Linked DNA regions of Zea mays: region 1 is linked to region 2. A link is a contact called in public Hi-C data. All regions are on one chromosome and are shown on one strand. The core of a region is the stretch at or near the end of the contact, and the rest is flanking DNA. Distances in the headings are between cores, read along the strand shown.

Region 1 (7,193 bases), core at 2,138-4,637, 190 kb after region 2:
TTTTAATACTGAAGCCTTAATGTCCTTCATTTTTCTCTTCTTTTTTTTTAATTTGTTGCCAGATTCATGAAGTTAAGGCTAGACAGGGTCTTACAAGACCAGTTCGACGCAGAATCAGTTGAAGAGGCATTGGCTTCTAACCCTGTTGAGTTGAAATTTGAGAAGCCTGAGAAATGGACAGCTCCGTACCCTAAATATGGGTTTGGATGGTGGGAACCCTTCTTGCCTCCAAAGTTCAGCAATGGTACGGCATAGAGATAAGCAGCAATCCCTATGAGGCATGTAAGATTACTCCCCTGTAAGTGATGAATGTAATTTTAATTTTGATGATGAGGATGTAGTACTTGAGGTTGTACCAGTACAGTTAGTTGAATTAGTTGCACAGTTTTTGTAATACCAAATAATCAGCTGTTTTATTTTATTTGAGAAAGTCGCGGTTCTGTTATGACTGATGGCATATTTGCATGATCGATGGGCAATTTTGTAGGTTATAACACGAGGCACTACTACTTGCTCAGTCTACCAGACCAGAATAAAGACCTCTGTGCCACGAAGCACGAACAAATGGACAATGCCAATCACAATAGTAAGGACGGACTAACCTGAACGGTTATTATGGGTCCGTTTGGTTTCTTTAGTCTCGAGACTAAAGTTTAGTTAGGAGACTAAAGTTTAGTCCCTATTCTGTTTGGTTCTAGGACTAAAAGTATTCAAAACACATTAAATAAATCATAAGAAGACTAAAATATCCTTTAGCATTCTCCTGTCATTAGTGCAACTGAAATAAAGGAAGAATAAAAAGTGTAATTTATATGGTTTAGTCTCTTTTAGTCACCCTTGAAGGATTAGAGACAAACAATTTAGTCCATGTTTTAGTCCCACCGATTGACAATTTAGGGACTGAAATTGAGAGACTAATCTTTAGTCCCTCAAACCAAATGGGGCCTATGAAGTACAATTGTTTATCCCTATAATATGGTGACTACTAATATCTTGGGTGAAAACCTACAGATCGAGAAGCCATTTGCCATTTCTATCAATTTCTGATCACCATGGAATTGGGTTCAGAAACGCTTTGAAACCACTAGACAAACGTTTTGAAACCACTAGGAACACTGGATATTATATGAAGCTCGTGCCAAGAAAGATGGCAAATTACATCATAGTAGAAATCGAGCATGTTCATAACAATTTTGTTTATAGATAAACTGGATGTCTCATGATCAGAAAGCTTAATAGAGCAAGGGAGACACTACGTACAGTAGAACAATATCTACACTAGGGGGGCAGAACCACCAAAGTTAGAACACTGAAGTCACGAATCATCCCTACTTTTTAAACCTGGTACCAGTTACTGATTTGTGATCGCCCCTCCTCTAGTCTTTATATGCTCCAGAACCTGCAATAAGAAGGGAAATTGAATAACCAATATAATGTCTGAAGATCCACGCCAAATTTAGCCGAAAACGAAATTCATAATGACTCAAAGAATGTGATGTGCAACTTGATGAAGAGTGCTGCACATCATGCAATGATGCAAGCATGTGAGGTGGGTTTCTTTGAGCGTTTAGTTAGGTTGTCGATTAAGAAACACTCTTGGTTGGTTGGTAAGCTGGTGCGGCAGTCTTGAAGTGGGTTTCTTTGAATATTAGGTTAGTTTGCTGTCAGTGTAGAAAAGAATCGCTTGGTTAGTGTAACAAACTTCACGTGCTTGGTAGGTAGCCATGGGGCGGAGTCAATGGAGACATTGCCCATGTGAAGCGCTACTACCACTCCATTTCTGCGCATGCATGTGGGTAATGCTTGTATGTCAAGTGATGGCCATAGAATGAACTTTAAAGAGCCGTTAGCTTGCTAGCCAGTAGTAGCTTATATTAAGGGGTAAACAAACCATGTCATGGACAAAGCTGAAGATGTTTATAGGACTGGAGAAGTCTTCTTTGAGGCTACGGATGTAGACATTTTGGAGATGTTTGGTTTGATGGATCAATCTATTCTAGATGAGTTAGTGCATCACGAGTCAATTCCATAAATTTGGTGAAATAAACTTATTTATCATATTATTACTAATTATTAGCATAAGAAGAATGAAATGGTGATAGATCGACTTATTTCATTTCATAAATCAAACAAAAAATGAGAAGTGAGAAGATGATGGACTAACTTATTCCTAAAACCAAACACGCCTTTTAATCATAGACTTGCTCAGTATTTAGTAACCAAACTTTGCTTTTTTTGCTAATTGATTTACATGAACACTGATGAATAGAATAACGAGAAGGGGCAAGGTATGTAAAAAAAGGAAGCACATTTCAAATGGCAGAACTCCTTGTTTTCTAAAAAGAACCTTTTCCAACTGGCGCAACTGAAATACTGAATACGTAAACTGACTTGATTGGGATTTGGGAGACGCATACCGCATACGTGACCCAAGACACCAAGAAAGAAGGAAAGATAAACTTGTAGGGAAGCTGGTCAAGGTCAACGTTCTTACATGTAAATAAACTGTGCAATTAAACACGGAGTAAATCAAACACAAGAAACTAAAGAAAACTATGTCTGTGTGCCGCCAGATTCTCAAGACTACAAGCAGAGTCAGATAGCAAAGCCAAGAACAGGAAGAATCCACTGCGCCATCAAGAGGAGGAAGAAGCGCCGGGTAGAAAAGCGCATCCTACGGTGCCTGGATACATACATGACACCACGCAGTAGAGGGGGTGTGACAACGCAGGTGCGCGGCAGCTAAGCGCCCCACACGGTGATCCCCTGCATCATGTTCTTGAACTCGCCGAAGTCGACGCGGCCGTCGCAGTTGCGGTCGACGTTGCAGATCATCTCCTGCACAGTGGCCAGGTTCCGAGCCTCGGGCAGGCCGAGCTTCTTGAGCACGGCCTGCAGCTCGGCGGCCGAGATGAAGCCGTCGCCGTCCTCATCGAACACCCGGAACGCCTCCTTCATGTCCCCCTCGTCGTCGTCATCCTCGGTCACAGCCACCGGCATGGGGCCGAACAGCGCGTCCCCGAGCGCGCGGTGGAGGGACTCGAAGTCGTCGAAGCGGAGCCCCGCGGCGCCGGCCGGGATGTACCCGCCAACCGCGGCCTCCAGGCCGGAGCGGTCGGCGCCGAGGCCGAGCGCGTCGAGCGCCGAGGCCATCTCGTCGAGGGTGATCTCGCCGTCGCCGTTGCGGTCGAAGAGGTCGAACACGCGGCGCAGGCGCAGTGCGTTGAGGCTGCCGTTCCGGAGGCGGAACGACGGCGAGGGCTTCTTGGACAGCGACGGCTTAGCAATGGCGGGGGCGGCGTTTTCCATCGTGGCGTGAACTCGCGGCGTTCAGTCTCTTCTTTTCTTCGGGTGTTTTGTGGGCGTGAGGATACGAGGGCGGATGATTTCTGGAGTTCGTTGAGTGTGGCTGGCTATCGGTGAGATTTTATAGAGCTAGAGAAAACGCGGCGGGGTCTCTGTCTGACTGTCTCTTATTTGTTTGGGGGCAGGGCCCACGCCTCTTGCCGTTTTGGTGGAAAAAAATTTGGTGCAGCCCCTCATAAAAAGGAGGATAGACCCCACCTGCAGGTCTAGCAGATAACGTTTTAGTTGTATTATTGTTGCTGCGGGTAGGGTTTATTCTCCTTTTTGTGAGGGGCTGCAAACACTCTGGTTTGCAGCAGTGCTGCACCAAATTTTTTTCCGTTTTGGTAGCACAACTTTACTTCATAAAAAACCGTACACTTCTACACGTAGTATAAATCGGCAAAAACTACAATCGTAGTACAATCAAACTATTAAAAATCTTTAAAACGATAGGTATATTTTATTATTTACTCTCTAATATATTGAATTTTAAGTTATAATTTATACTATATTAAAAAAATATAAAAATAAAAAGGAAATGACCAATACGAAAGATTAAAAATAACATTTTTTTCTCTTTTCAGATATTTTTAATATAAGTTAAATTAGAATTTAAAATCAGTATATTTCTAGAGTAAATAATCGCAACAAGAATCTTTGTAATTTCTATCAACCATAAGCTCATGAAAATTAGGTTATAGCCACAATTATTCGTCAATCACCTTGCTCGTAAACAAGCCACTATGGGTGATAGTGCACTAGGACCGATGCATACGGCGTGGGGAGCCACGAGAGCGAGGGGTCGAAGTGGTCGACTGAGAGGGGTAGGTGTCGTTGGTACAGACGTGTGACAGACTGGGGATGAACGTGTGAGAATAAACTTTTGAAAAAATGGGATTATTTCCATCGGCCATATGGTCTTGCCAATAAAAATTATGAATTACCGATGTCTAAGGAGAAAACCCAATAAAAATAAGTAAACAACGCAGATGATGGGAATCTGTTGACGCCTTTTTGGAGCGCCAAACACTCAACAAGAACCGTGGCGGTGCCTTCTGCACAGGGGCAGACGGTCCGCGCGCAGGGGCCGGACGGTCCGCGGCCTGGTGCGAGGCGCGGTGGTGCTCTCTGCGCAAGGGCGGACTGTCCGCGGCCTGGGGCCGGACGGTCCGCGGCCTGATGCGCGGCTAAGGCTCCTGCCTGACGGCCGGACGGTCCGCGCCCTAAGGCCGGACGGTCCGCGCGTACGCAGGGACGGCGGAAGATCGCCGACGGCGCCTGGATCTCGCTCCCGGGAGGGACCCCGTCGGGGAGTAGAGATCCTAGGTGGTGTCTAGGCTCGGGTAGACCGACCTAGACTCCTCTAATCGACGTAGAGTCGAGGAGAGGCGGAGAATTTGGGGATTGAGAGGCTAAACCTAAACTAGACTAGAACTACTCCTAGGATAAAATGCGAATAAAAGTTGTATTGATTCGATTGTTGATGATTACAAATCGGCCGTAGACCTCTCTATTTATAGAGGAGGGGGGCTGGACCCTTTACACAACTGATTCCGAGCTAATCCCGCGAATATAGCTAACAACCGTAGCACAAAACTCGGAACCCTAATCTGTTCTGCGCACGCGCGGACCGTCCGGCCCACAGGCGCGGACTGTCCGGACCGCGGACCGTCCGGCCTCAGGGCCGGACCGTCCGCGCGCTCACTTTTTGGTTCGAACATATGCCCCCCTGCCTTTTGGTGGAGCCGGGCGAACCAAAAGCAACTAACTCGATGTGATCACATCGGTTCTCTTAAGCATCTTGCCACATACTAGGATGGTACTGTTTGAGGAAACGCCCATTCAAAGCCTTTGGTAAATCCTTGCCTTGTAATGTTTGTAGCAAATAGGCGTTACCAGACATTACCTGTTTTACTTTATAAGGACCCTCCCAGCTTGGCGACCATTTTCCAAACTTCCGGTCTTTATTCCTTAGAGGCAAGATGGTCTTCCACACCAGATCCCCTACTTGAAATGACTTTGCTTTGACCTTCTTATTGTAGGCCCTGGCTACCATGATCTTGTCCTTTTCTATTGCTCCCAAAGCTATCATCCTCTTGTCGGTCACCTCATCAATATTATCCATCATTGAATTATAATAATCAGTAGCAGTTAGATCATTTTGTCTGGCAAACCTGACAGCATTCAAACTTATTTCCACAGGTAACACTGCTTCCTGCCCATAGACAAGCTCAAAAGGAGATACTTTAGTAGCACTATGTTTAGATATTCTATGAGCCCATAAAGCTTCAGACAAAATCTTATGCCAATGTTTAGGATTATCAGATACCTTCTTCTTTATCAAATTAATCAATGTCCTATTACTAGACTCGGCCTGTCCATTGGCCTGAGCATAATATGGAGATGAATTAAGCAGCTTAATTCTGTATAATTCAGCAAATTCACGTACCTCCTTTGACATAAAAGAAGTACCTTGATCTGTAGTCAAGGTCTGGGGAATGCCGAATCTATGAATAATATGCTCAGTTATGAACTCAATCACCTCCTTGTGCGTCATGTTCTTTAGAGCAACGGCTTCAGTCCATTTGGTGAAATAGTCAGTGGCAACTAACACAAACCGATGCCCCTTTGATGATGAAGGATGAATTTCTCCAATAAAGTCTAATCCCCATCCTCTGAATGGCCAAGGCTTGATGATAGGATGTAATTCGGCTGCAGGAACCAACTGTAGGTCGCCGAATTTTTGACACACTTGGCACCCCTTGTAGTATTTGAAACAATCAGCTGTCATACTAGGCCAATAAAAACCAGACCTTCGCAACAACCATTTCATCTTTGGAGCTGATTGATGGGTACCACAAATTCCTTCATGTACTTCGGCCATGGCTAATATAGCATCATCTGGGCCCAAGCACTTAAGCAGGACATCATTAACCGTTCGGCGGTAAAGTTCATCACTCATCAAAACATACTTGAAAGCTGTTCGCCGAATGTTCTTATCTGTCCTGATATTGGGATGTTGCAAATAATTAAGTATAGGTGTCCTCCAATCACTTGCATCGGCTTCATTGTCAGCCGAATCGATTAAGAGAACCTTTCTGGTAACCTCGGACGGTCCGGCGTCAACACGCGGACGGTCCGCGACATGGGAATTTGGCTCTGCACTGGTTATCAGATTTTCAGTTTTGTGAAATTTCCCTCTTTTTATCCGATAACCCGATGCATCTTGTGCCAAGTCGTTAGCTCTATGATTCTCAACTCTAGAGATATGCCGAATACTAAACTCGTCAAAAGAATGGATTATGCTCCAACATTTCTCAAGGTAACTATTTAGAGTACCATCAAGACATTGATATTCTTCTAACACTTGTTGGACAACCAGCTGAGAATCACCAAATACCTTCACATGTTTTACTCCCATACCATTTAAAAGTTCTAAACCGAATAGGAGGGCCTCATATTCAGCTTGATTATTAGTGCAATACGTTTTCAATCGGCTAGAGAAGTCAAAGGAGACATTACTTGGTGAAACAAGCACAATGCCAATTCCTTGCCCTTCATTGCAAACCGATCCATCAAAATATAAAATCCAAGGAGTAATAGTGAGGTATGATATGTCTAGTTCATGAATATTATTAACCCGATGTTCTACAATAAAATCCGCTACGACTTGGCTTTTCATAGATTTCAATGGTTCATAAGCCAAGTCATATTCTATGAGTGCATAAGCCCACTTACCAATTCTACCACTCATAATTGGGTTATGCAACATGTACTTGATTACATCGGCTTGACCAGAAACAGTGCAATGACTAGACAGTAAATAACATCTACATTTGGTGCAT
Region 2 (7,056 bases), core at 253-2,752:
GTTAGTACCTAGTTATCCCTTAATTAGGGATGGGACCTATTGGGGACCCGAAACCCGAATGAGGATGAGTATGGGATGAGTCTTGTACCCATGATGGATATGGGGATAGATCAAACATGATGGGGATGAGGATGGGTATGAGATACTATAACCGATGGAGAATTCCCCGTTGATATCTCTAGTTCTGTACTGTGGCTCGGAATGTTTTTTCACGAGCCATCTGAAGCCGTCCAAGCGCATCATAACGGCAAGAAATTCCATGGCGAGGCTTCATGGGTAGGGATGAAAACGTGACGGGAAATTCCCGTCCCATCCCGTTTCGAATACTGTTTTTTTCCGATCGTTTTCGAATTGTTCAAGAACCGATTAGAAACGGTACGAAAACGATTTAGCTAGTTTTTCGATCGTTTTCGTATTTTTCATTTTCGAGTCGTGCTAATACCGTTTTCTACCGTTTTATATAATATGAGATAGATCTAGCACATAATTTATTTAAGTTATAGACTTTTGTTGTGTTCAAGTGAATGAATACGCGAAAAACAAATGTTATAATTACTCTAACTATTATGAATGATGAAAAAGAGTTGTTTGTGTATTTCTAAATCTTAAAAATTAGGCAATACATCACTTTATTATGTTTTTGATAAAACTACAAAATAGTTATCTTTCCGACTATAGTTTATTGTTTTCGATCGTTTCCGAGTAACCGACACTTCCGATCCTGTATTGCGACCATTTGGTTTGGTTTTCGTTTTCGTTTTCGTCCCGACCAAAAAATATAAAAACAAAAACAATTTAGCTATTTTTTCGATCGTTTTTGACCGTTTTCATCCCTATTCATGGGCCTATACTGCTATACCCCACCATGCACCATGGTCCAGAGTCGAGAGAGGCAGAGGTGCGCTTCCCCGTGAGACTGTCTTCAACGGTGAACGCCTCCCTCCCCCCTCCCATTCTGTAGCGGCAACAGGATCCCCCTATACACTGCATCGGTTCCCCCTTCAATGCCCTCAATACCACAGCAGGCTTCTCTCTCCCTCTCCGTCAAGCGTGACGCTAAATCGTCCTCCCACCTCGCTGTTGTCATCGAGTGCACTGCCATGGACGTCATCGTCCCGCTCCATAGGTTGCCGCGCCACCGAGCAGAGAACCAGTAGTTGAGTTAGCTGTAGCGCAATGTATATTTTAGTAGCATGGTGGGATTTAGAGATATGGTATAGAGGAAACCATTGCAGAAGGTGAATATATAGGGGGAGAGAGGGTGATGATGTGGCATGGAAATAGGATATAGGGGGAAAAATTTAGGGGAAACCGCTGTAGACAGTCCCGGGCAACTGGTGGGTGTCGTCCTCCTCTTTGCGCAGCAGGTTCTCGCCTCCCCCTCCCCGCAGCTTCTCTCTCTCTCTCCCCCCCCCCCCCCCCCCCCCCCCCCCCCCCCCCCCCCCTCCCCGCCCCATCGTCGGCTAAAGGCGATCGTCCCACCCAGAATTTCCCCCCTCCCCCGCACCCCCCGCAAACATCCTAGCAGCCCTATCATCGCGCCGGTCCCGGCGGCCTGCCGGCCTCCTCGCACCCTCCCAGGTACACTCCGCACGCGGCTCCCCCCAGTTCTCTCAGCTCTCCCCGTCCAATCCAGTACAATCCACGCCGTCTCGATTGGCCGACGCCGCCAAGTCTGTGTGGGGTGCGATCGGCTCGCTGGGTGATCCTGATTGGAGTCGTGGATTCGTTGGGTCAGATGCAACAGGAGTGGAGGGGGATTACCTTTTTTTGTCGCGACTGCCGACTGGGGTCCGCGTATGCGGGTCGGGGTGGGGGGAGCGCACGTGGTTAGGGATTGTGAATTTGTGATCGCAGTACGAAAAGCTATGTCAGACTGGGTGGGGTAGACGAACCGGGGGTCATTTCAGGTCAATTATTAGGTGCTGTACTATGATAGCTTCAATCATCTTCGGATCTGCCATATCGTGCCATTCACTGGTGGAATATCTTGCTTACCTCAAGGGTTTTAAGTCTTAATCCAATAATCAGGGTCTTGTAGCCGTAGGGTTTATGTCCTAGCGCGCCCCCCATATATATACACACACACAGTAGACAGTACAATGCTCATGTGTTGCTGCGGCACACAAAAATAAATATTACACTTTATCTTTGCCAAAAAGCCTAGAATTGTCTGAGTTGAAAGGAGCCCTGGGTGGTTTTCACTGCCTATCTATGTGGTAATGGACCATTGATAGGGGGAGAGGAATAAACCTATGCGTTTCGCGTTTGATACAGGACGATCGTCAAAACTGGTGCTTTAAAGTAGTATATATATAGAATACGTATGTATGCATATGAGCCACCTGGTTCTGTTTAGCAACCAGATCCATAATTCAGAGGTTCAGGTGGACCCACGTATCATTCAATCAGTGGCAAATTTCCAACTGTATCATCTTACAGATTCTGTCCATAATAATATCAAATACCACATTAATTTGGATTTGTGATGAATTGATGATGAGATAGTAATTAGATACAAATACTACTGCCTTCTTTTGCAGCAGTAAGAGAGTTACTGTTATGAATAGGAATATTGTTAGGAGGACGGCATATATTTTTGTTGTGGGAGGTAGTTGAATGAGGCTCTAGACCTCAGTGCGGCTTAGGGCCAGTTTGGTAGAGGACTCCTTCCTGAATCCTGATGCTTCTTGATTCTGTGATGAGAGTGCTTCTGGTGGGGACCAAGGTGGGGAGCAGGGTAGGGAGTGATTCTAGATTGATTCTAGCAGTGGTTGAACAGAGAGCTATGGAGAATGTTTTTTAGCTCCCAGTTCGTAATAACGGAGAAGTGATTTGCATCAGCTCCTCACCAGAATCTAGTTGCATTTGAACTATTTCGTAGGGCTCTTAGGCTCTGTTTGTTTGAGCTGCAACTTTCTAAGCTTTTTTGAAAAGCTGCTGCTGGGCTTTTGATTCCGAGAAGCCAACGATAGCTTTTTAGTGATGTTATTACCTTCCTAGACTCAGTAAGCTATAGAAAGCCTATAAAATTAGGCTTCTCAGCTTCCCACATAAACTCAGCTTTTCTGAGCTTCTGGCTTTCAGGAAGCTAAACCAAAAAGCTAGCTGTTTGTTTCAGCTTCTGGCTTTTTACACCGAGAAGCTGGTGAGAAGCTCAAACAAACAGGGAAGAATCTCCTCTGAGGAAGCCGTGAGTGGAGCTGTATCAAACTGGCCTTTAGGTGCTGTGGTTGGTCACTGCACCCAGGAGGCTGGGAAGGAGGAAAGGGATAATTGATTCAATCTCTGTTTGGCTTCTAAAAGTACTATTCCTAGGTTGGCAATGACATCTGATGGGAAATAACAAACCTCCAAACTTAGCCGTGAAGCCAAACAACATGCTACCAAGCCAAAAAAAAATTCTAAGCAAACTGAGATATTCAAGCATCACACCTGTACTTGGCCTTATGGCTCTGACGTACAGGCTTGCACCGGGGAACCTGGCCTGCCTCATTGTGGAGACTCCACAGTTCACATGACAGTTGAGGTCAGTGCAACGTTGTCAGGTTATTATCAGTTATTATAGCTATAATGTGTCGGTTTCTAGCTTCGAAGAAAGTATGGATGGAATGATGCTACCTTGACCCTGACAAAAAAAATATAGCTGATTCTTTATTGCCTCCATTGCAAAAGATGTTGAACCCACATTGGTCAAAGAATTCCTTGCATATGACCAATCACCAAATACCACTGACACTAGTTATATTTGGTCAGTTACATTTTTTTTACACGACCTCTTAATAATTTACCCTTATTTAATTGAACTTCTCCTTTTCTGTTTGCAGAGTAATGGATTAATGCATTAAGCAAGGTAATGAAATGTACCAAAAGTGACTTATGGAAAAGAAACAGAGCTTGTTCACTGCTCTGAATGAGGAACTTTAATCTGATGCAGTCTCAAAAGAGCAGAGTTTTGGGAGCAATGTCATCCTCTTTGCCTATTCTGCCAAATCCTTTGAAAGGGAGCTTCTCAAGGCCTCATAACCCCCAGCATATTCCTATGTTGAGGCAGCTGCCTGATGACTCTATGCCCTTGTGTATTGACACACATCAGTCTGCTAGTTTGCACCCAAGAGCTGGTGTTATCGGGGTACCATATTCAGGCTACACTGCTAGTCCACTTGATTCTGTGTCTAACCTTGATAGCCAGACAATGGCTGCACCCTTTATTTCTCAGTCATCCAATTTTGAAGCTCTCCAGTCTCTATCTAATAATACCCCAGAAACACACACTAAGGCAGCCTGGTTCACATCTTCTATGGATGTTTCACCACTCAACACAGATAATATTGCTGCTTCTGATGTTAATCAAATCCAGAGTATACGTCCTGCTATGACATCTGATGAGAGTGCTACACAAAACGATTGGTGGGCAGATATAATGAATGATGATTGGAAAGATATTCTTGACGCAACAGCTACTGATTCCCACTCAAAAGTATGTGAGTGCAGAACCATAATGAGTAAACTTGTAGCTCCGTCTTCTGTTCTTTTAGTTTAGAAATACTCTTCTTTATTATGACATATTACCTCCGTTCTCGAATATTTGTCGTCTACTAGTGCATTTTTGAACTAAAACACGACAAATAAAAAAGAACTGGGGAGTATTAAGTTTGATACTAAACCTACTGGTATGTTTGCGCAAATATTTTATGACATTGAAACTGGAGATTTTTTTGCTTTGCACATACTACTGTGACAGACAACTGCAAATGAAGGTTCCCTTACCCCTTATGAGAAATTGAGAAGCCATAGTGTTATGCAAGTAATTAGGTCTAGCTCTTCAGTTTTTAATTGTTTAGGATGTCTTGTTGAAGTGACCGTGAATATACGATAAGTGATTCCCAACATATTATTTGAATAGTGATATTGTACATGTTAGATTGACCACTAGAGGTACCATGTTAGAATCTTTTAAGAACTTTTCATGTTATTAACGCTAAATGGTTACTGCTGGAAAATTAAAGTGCTCTTGCCACATCTCTTTGGTACAATATAGGCGTCAGTTATCTGATTTTAAGATAGTTGTAGGCTTGTAGTCCTGTAATTGTCTGTGATACTAGTTGTAATGACTTATGTTTTTTTTTCATGACTGTTACTCCCTTCTGTTATAGGCCATGATTCAAATTTCCAACTCAGCTACATCACTACCTGCAGTAAATCAGTCAGCTTCATCTCATAGTAGGGAGATTTGTCCTGTTGCTAGTCCTCCCAATAGCAGCAATGCTTCAGTTGCCAAACAACGGATGAGATGGACCCCAGAACTCCATGAATGTTTTGTAGATGCTGTAAATCAGCTTGGCGGTAGCGAAAGTATGTCTGCCCTATTGGCATTTCCCCTCAAATAGTTTAAGTTATGAACCCTACATCACATCATCTAATGCATGTGTTTATTTATCTTTTCTTATTCCTATTCAGAAGCTACTCCTAAGGGTGTGCTAAAGCTTATGAAAGTTGATGGTTTGACTATATATCATGTCAAAAGCCACCTGCAGGTTTGCTGTTTAGCTTTCTAAGTAGTATTCTTGCCCAAAGGAGGCCTTTTCATTTTCTTATTTGAACTCGTTTGTGTTGCAGAAGTACCGCACAGCCCGCTATAAACCAGACCTGTCAGAAGGTTTATTTGCTTGGCCTCTTCCCAACCTATTTTCTCTGCGTTGTGGATTACATTTTGCATGTGAAATGTTGGGGTCATGAAGCTTTCATCATATTTATTTATTTGTGTCATGATAACCATGTCGTGAGGAATTCTGTGTTGCAGACAGCATGCATGCATGTAGCTGGATCAAAATAAGTGTGAGTTGTTAGTGTTAATATTACACTTCTTTAAATCATTATGCAGGTACATCGGAAAAAAGGACAGCCACTGAAGAGCTGGTCCTGGACCTGAAAACGTGAGTGAGATACTTGCCATATGTAATCCTTCATTTCACTTGATGGTGTGCTATTTGTCTCTTTTGATGGTAACTGTTACCATGTTACTGTGTGATTCCACATGCATTGAAGCGAAGCTCTGGAGTTTATTCACATTTGGGTTATGGTTTTGATTGACACTCATAATTTAGCTTGAAAGAAAATGCTGTTTGAGATTTTCTTTTAGGTGTTACTGTGAATTCTTAAGGATTGCACAAAATAAGGAGGCACTTAAATGCTTTGTATTCAAGGCTAATGGAAAACAACATTCTGCGTGTTTGAACCTTGGTTTGTGGCTTTTGTTGGGTTTCAACTCTTACCTACTCTAACTTGCTTGGGACTAAAGGCTTTGTTGTTGTTGTATCTGGAGTTCTGGACATAGTGTATATATAAGTGCATAGCAAAAGCTATGTATTTAGAAAAACTAAAACATATTATAATTTGGAATGGAGTATGAATTAAAGAAAAATATTCTTTGTACATCTCTTGAAATGATGGCAGAGTATTAAAAGTATCGTCTTTGCCATTTTGATTGCTAATTATTTGCCAATTTATGCATGTGCAATTGGTTGATACTTGATAGTGGTTTGAGGAATATGCTTTGTTTTTTGTTCATAATGATACTAAAGCGTGTCTGGGCATGTATGGTTTGCTGTCCTAGAATTGATCTATTTTCTGACTGTTCTAAGCTGACACATTTGCATCCATCGATTTGCATTATTTCCCATGCAGTAAAGAATTTTGAGGGCTATGAATTACCTACAAGCTATTTCAAATCTATTCTTGAAGGGCCTTTTTACAACAGAAATGCTTATACAATCATGGTCTGGGATTTAACAATAGATACTCCGAGCATAGATCATGCCCTCAGTGTTCGATGCATCTGTCAAGTGTCAACGCCCTCTTCTAGTTATGGAATTGTCATGATGTGCATTGAGCCATTGCATTCACTTTTGTTGCTTCTTTTGAAACATAAAATCTAATTTGAAGGTTTTCCTATATGTTAAAGTGCATTTTACGATCATCATTGTCTGTTACTTCTTGGTCCATGATATTGGGCATTCTTGTATAGGAGCATGGATCTTACTGAAGCACTGCGCC

What was found. Hi-C and Micro-C count contacts between places; a contact is called where the count stands out from the background.
Region 1: a contact with region 2 is called in a Hi-C map of ear, with 1.6 times the contacts expected there. The contact joins the promoter of LOC100382070 here to the promoter of LOC100382084 in region 2. A contact is called at or near these places in 2 of 25 Hi-C or Micro-C datasets (ear and tassel).

The regions. Positions count from the first base shown.
Region 1 is chr1:54,689,723-54,696,915 of Zm-B73-REFERENCE-NAM-5.0, forward strand. It overlaps LOC100382070, which reads right to left and starts at 3,388. Exons shown (of 2, transcript NM_001174833.1): 1 at 2,696-3,388; 2 at 1,100-1,399. The coding sequence starts at 3,309. The coding sequence ends at 2,743. LOC100193255 reads left to right here. Exons shown (of 3, transcript NM_001138404.1): 3 at 63-448. The coding sequence ends at 255.
Region 2 is chr1:54,497,680-54,504,735 of Zm-B73-REFERENCE-NAM-5.0, forward strand. LOC100382084 reads left to right here and starts at 1,503. Exons shown (of 8, transcript NM_001174847.1): 1 at 1,503-1,581; 2 at 3,828-4,480; 3 at 5,157-5,355; 4 at 5,461-5,537; 5 at 5,620-5,659; 6 at 5,885-5,936; 7 at 7,028-7,056. The coding sequence starts at 3,914.